Linked DNA regions of Rattus norvegicus: region 2 is linked to region 1. A link is a contact called in public Hi-C data. All regions are on one chromosome and are shown on one strand. Each heading gives the region's core, a stretch centred on a gene start, on an enhancer-like site or on the middle of the called end of the contact. The rest is flanking DNA. Distances are from core to core; before and after follow the strand shown. Region 1 holds the start of Mrpl22 (mitochondrial ribosomal protein L22). Region 2 has its middle 22 kb from the start of Irgm2.

What was found. A called contact is a pair of places that touch in the nucleus more often than the background predicts.
Region 2: a contact with region 1 is called in a Hi-C map of Schwann cells, with 5 times the contacts expected there. The contact joins the enhancer-like site here to the promoter of Mrpl22 in region 1. A contact is called at or near these places in 12 of 12 Hi-C or Micro-C datasets (the A7r5 cell line, the Rat2 cell line, Schwann cells and 7 more) and 1 of 1 datasets of contacts at active chromatin or transcription factors (oligodendrocytes).

Annotation. Positions count from the first base shown.
Region 1 is chr10:42,844,614-42,847,313 of GRCr8, reverse strand. Mrpl22 (mitochondrial ribosomal protein L22) reads right to left here and starts at 1,404. Exons shown (of 7, transcript NM_001105781.1): 1 at 1,351-1,404; 2 at 1,222-1,270. The coding sequence starts at 1,378.
Region 2 is chr10:42,910,521-42,913,220 of GRCr8, reverse strand. No RefSeq gene overlaps it. Among named protein-coding and RNA genes, the nearest start is that of Irgm2, 22 kb to the right of the region's middle. Within about 2 kb of position 1,295, at least 16 of the 93 cell types and tissues checked have an H3K27ac peak or open chromatin away from gene starts, as enhancers often do. A contact at or near this core is called in Schwann cells and liver, where this site is marked.

The DNA of each region.
Region 1 (2,700 bases), core at 155-2,654:
TCTCCCCTCCAAACATGCCAGTGGTCTCCAGACCTTTCTTCTCCAGTCTGAGTCATGCGTGTGTACGTTTCTACACAGTTAAAGCCAGTGGGCTCACTGTCACTTCTTTGGGCCTTGGTTTTCATATATGTAAGAAAGAGGAAAGAGACCACGTCTCTAAGGCCTCTAACATCGTTGTATATCATCACTCACAGCAGGATGACAGAACCACGAGCTTTGACTTCGATCCTAAGTCACTATGACAAACTATTAAATGAGATTTCTTCCGAAGTACATACTGTCTGTGTGTCTGTCTGTCTGACTATCAGCCCTTATGCAGCAGTGCCTTGCATTTCTCTTTTCTTTTTTTTTCGGAACTGGGGACCGAACCCAGGGCCTTGCGCTTGCTAGGCAAGCGCTCTACCACTGAGCTAAATCCCCAACCCCGTGCCTTGCATTTCTCAAAACCCCAATACAGATTTGGCAATTAATGTGATGTTTGATAAAATAAGTATGCCCAGAACTAGTGGTGACAGTTTTATGAATAGTTACAGGTTTTAGGAATACTCAAGACTGAAATGGGTCTTAAACTGAATCAAGCAAATACCAGACTGCCATAATTAAATTAAATCAAAATATTACTCCAAACGAAGCAATTAATTTGCAAGTGCTATATATGCAATCCAAACTCCCTATGTACCCTATGGATCCAGGCCAACTCAACTGTATTCCTTAATCTCTATACAGGGCCGCTTGTCTCCTAGCACGTTGCATGGCCTGGGATCCCAGAATCTGATTGGTAAGCGGAAGTCAGACTGACCTATGTCAAGAGACTCAAACAGTTTTCTCGAGAGGCTCCATAATGCTCTACAGAGCAAAAGGTTCAAAACAGTTGTCTGAGGCGCTGAGAAACAACACCGTAGAGTATACAATGTCAGGCAAGCGTCGAGTTTCCAAACAGTCCTTGACCACGGTAAGTGAACAGAGAAATAACTAGGAATGTTTATTTGTTGGTATATCACACAACGTGGAAGAGTCGAACTGTGGCCATGGAATGGGGAGAGGCTGTTCAGAAAACACTGAGAGGAGCCCTCGGAGCCAACAGTCCTCACAGGGTTACAAAGCACTCTTGGGCCGGACCGCCCTCTACCTGAGGCCTAAAGCACCGCTTGGCACACAAGGGCACTCTGAGGGATGCAGACCAGACACAGCTTGCTAGAATTTTCGTGGCAGAACACTTACCGCAGCATCTGAGTTGTCCAGATCCTCAGGTTAGGTACCCACAGTGCACCTGCAACACGAGTACGAGCTGTCAACTTTGATTCTCACTACCGCTTCAACCCTAAATTCTGAGAAAGCCATAAGACTTACCCAACTCTCGCAGCAGTGCGGCCGCCATCCTTGGCCCTACGGAAGCCTCGGAGTTCAAACGCCGGCTGCCTGCACGCATGCGCAGTCCGAGGCTTGCCTTTCGGACCCGGAAAGTCCGAGTGCGTTGTCATGGAGACCAGGAATGCGTCGTCCTGTGGAAAGTCTAGTCAGACCAGCCTTGTTTTGTAGAGAATGACCTCATAAAGATTGAAAATTAGAAAAATTGTGGTCTCACACCATAGCAGCCTGAAAAGGGTAGGGGAACCTGTAAATCCCAAATATTTGAGGCCAAAGATAATGAGAAAGACCACTGATCCAAGTCGTCATGGCCAAATTAATTAAAGCAATCAGTTAATTGAAGCAAGCTTTTTTATTCGTGTACAGGAGCTGCCTTCCCCTAAGGCAGCATTTGGGAAGGCAGCATTGGACATGAAGACAAGGTTTTTATAGCTCAGGGGGTAGGAGGGGTGTTCCAAATGGATTTACCAGGTGGGGTTACAGGAGCAGAACTATAATTGGAGCAGACTAATAAGTTAGTTCCTAATGACCTCCTGAGACAAAGTCATGATTGCAAGGTGGTCTTAAGAAGGTAGTCATAAGGGGCTGGGGATTTAGCTCAGTGGTAGAGCGCTTACCTAGGAAGTGCAAGGCCCTGGGTTCTGTCCCCAGCTCCGAAAAAAAGAACCAAAAAAAAAAAAAAAAAAAAGAAGGTAGTCATACAGAAAAACCTTTTGAAACAAAAGTAGGGTTAACAAGATGGTTTTAAATCGAAAACATAGTTGCCATTTCTTGGAACACATAAAACCATTTGTAGTTAAGGGTACCAGTGGGGCATAGCCCAATCAGTGAGAAACAGAGGATTAATCACAAACAAGAATGGATCTAGTTTGTCTTTACTATAAGATAGTGTTTAAGCCTAAAATGCAGACAGACTGATTCATCAAACTATGTTCTCAGTGGGCCTCAGGGTTCTTGTTAGGAACTACCAACATCAGGAGACACCGTGACACACAAACCAGGCTCTGCCTCAAAAGACGCCCAGGGTCGTGGCTGGCATATGTTCATAATCGCAGCATAGGAGAGGCTGAAGCAGGAAGATCTCCACAAGTTTGAGGCTGCAAATTCCAGGCCATTTAGATCTACACAGTTTCTTGAAGGGGAGGAAAAAAGAGAGAGAGAGGAAAGAAAGATCACTCTACTTACACAAATTTGTGAACATTATTAAGAAAACTCTTTCAGAAACCAAATTGCCTGGCACGGTGGCCCATGCCTTTAATCCCAGCACTCAGCAGGACAGAAGCAGGTAGATCTCTGTGAAGTCAATGAAGTTTGGTCTACAAAGCAGGTTCC
Region 2 (2,700 bases), core at 46-2,545, 66 kb before region 1:
CCCGCAGCAGCCTCCCAAGTGTTGGGATTAAAGAAAGGCATGTACCACCATGTCTGGCTATCTTTCATGTTCTTAAAAGCAGATTTAAGGCACAAAGAAGGACTCTGGGTTCACCAACCATACCAATGAGGAAGCAGTGGACGTGTCACTCTTTTTTTTTTTTTTTTTTTTTTTTTTTTGGTTCTTTTTTTCGGAGCTGGGGACCGAACCCAGGGCCTTGTGCTTCCTAGGTAAGCGCTCTACCACTGAGCTAAATCCCCAGCCCCGGACGTGTCACTCTTGTTCGTTGTATGCCTGTAAATACAACCTTGCTTTATTCACTCTCACCTCAAAATAAATTTAAAATTAAGATTTAATGTAAGGGACATATTAAACTGGTTCTACAAATAACTTTTTATTAACTTGTCTTGGGGGATTAGTTTTGGAAGTGTACCTGTGGAAACATGCAAGCCATGGCAAGTGTGTAGAGGGAAGATAGAAACTTTGTAGAATCAGTCTTTTTATCCACCTCATGTGAATTCTGGGGATTGAACCAGGTTGGGAAAATTGTGTGGCAAACACCTTTAACTTCTAAGCCACATTGCTGGGCCAAACTGTTTGGTTTTTGTTAAGCATTCTCTCTCTCTCTCTCTCTCTCTCTCTCTCTCTCTCTCTCTCTCTCTCTCTCTCTGTGTCTGTGTGTCTGTGTGTCTGTGCGTGCGCACGTCGTGCACACATTATGAAGGCCAAAGGAGAGTGTTGGGTTCTGTGGTGCTAGTAGTTATGAACTACTTAATGTGGGTTCTCAAGAAGACCAGTATGCACTCTTAACCACTGAGCCATCTCTCCAGCTCTAATATATACTTATTTATAATACCTAAATATAAGCCATTTGCAAAGCATACTTATAAGACAATTTACACATGCATGCTTTTGATTGAAAAATAATTATATAATCTCCTGCAAAGTAGCCAGGCCTGTGGCATGCACCTTTGTATTTTAGGGGTCACTCTTACTAAACGTTGCCTTATGTTGTTCAAATGTGACCAAAATGGTTTGTGCTTTGTTTTTGTAACAGACTCCATTCAGCCATTGCCTCCTCCATGCTCCGTGGGTCACCTGCCACGAGAGGCCAGAGAAAAGGATGATTAATCAACCGTGCTTGGGGAAGGGAGGAGGTTGTTGAGAGACAAGAGTGGAAGATACCCAGCTGAAAATGGAATTGTTTATATCAGCTTTCCCAAATGAAATCCAGCAGAGCCCGGAAAGGTCACAGAGAGTTCCTCCTGCATGTTGCCAATCCTTCCACTAGAGGGAGCAATTAAACGCCTCCCTGCTTCCTCCCCATTTCTGTCCTAGGTTTTCTGTGGGCTGTTTTCAGACACAGGCTGGGCATGCATTTTTGTAGTTGTTTGCCCATACAGTGCCCTTCATGAAATTTACACACCAATTCAGCACTGGAATCCCAGCGCCCCGAATCCCTAAATGCTGAGGACAGCATACCATGACATGGATGGTGCCTGGGACCCTGAGAAGTAGGAAACACATCCGGCGGGGGGGGGGGGGGGGGGGGGGATCCGCCATCAGAAATAAGCAACTAGCGGAAGTAGGCCTGGATGGTGACCTCTCAGAAGCCCAAGGGCAGCTCATTTGTTAAAAAGTTGTTCCCATGTCTCCTGACCTTAGCCCTGGACAAAAGCTGTATAGATTTCATTTGTGTGTGACTGCTTTTCAGTTGGCCTTGGTGTGCATAATTATATACAATGAATGACTGGTAAACAATCAAAAACTGAGACATAGGGGAGGCAGCACAGCACGGTCCTGATGGCCCAGGTGCATGCTGTGAACTCTCATTTTCGGAATAATGTAATAACCGCACAATGGTAGTTTTGGATTAATGTTTGACTTGCAAATAAAGTTTGAAGAAACTATGTCTAGAAATAAATTAGGAAAATGAATCAGAGCCAATATTGGGACCCTGAGAAAGGAAAATGGTATTGAAGTTATGAAATGAGTTTTCTGCAACACTTGAGAGTGGTTCCTGGCCTCCTTGGAATATGTATGGACAGCAAGTAAAATTAGACTCCTGAAAGAAGATAGAGAACATATAAAATTCTATACTAGTAAAACTAAGTCAGAACACTGGGACTCTTAGATTCATTGTGTGCAACATACAGAAGTAGGTGCTTACGAACTGCTGAGTTAAGGATTAACCTGATTCTTTTCTGCCTGGCAGCTTTGCCCATGTCATTTATCATTAGAGCTTCACCAGGAAACCCCATGTAGCTGACCTCGGAATTTTGAGCTCTGAAGTATAATAAGTCAAAAGTTAAAGTTTAAATAATGACAAGTTTGCAATTATTATTTTGGCCACGGCCCTGGAAACAGGGGAAGCTTGAAACTTTGGGGGAACAATGGTAATTCTTAATTCTTTGGGGGGGAATGTGGTCCTTCTTTTGAACTTGACACATCTGGTAATGATTATACAATGTCTCTCTTTCTACCTGCTTCTGGAGTAACAATAAAAGACTGGGGCAAGTTAGAGGCCAAGAGTTGTGTGGGGATGTAGGAGGGCAGGAAAAAAGGAGAGCACCAGGAGAGTGCAGGGTGCCCAGGAGAGTGGAGACACGGGAGAGGGAGAGAGGGGGGGGGGGGGGAGGAAGAGAGAGAAAATATCAAGCCTTGAGACTTGCCTGTCAGCAGCCTATACTCGGAAAAACA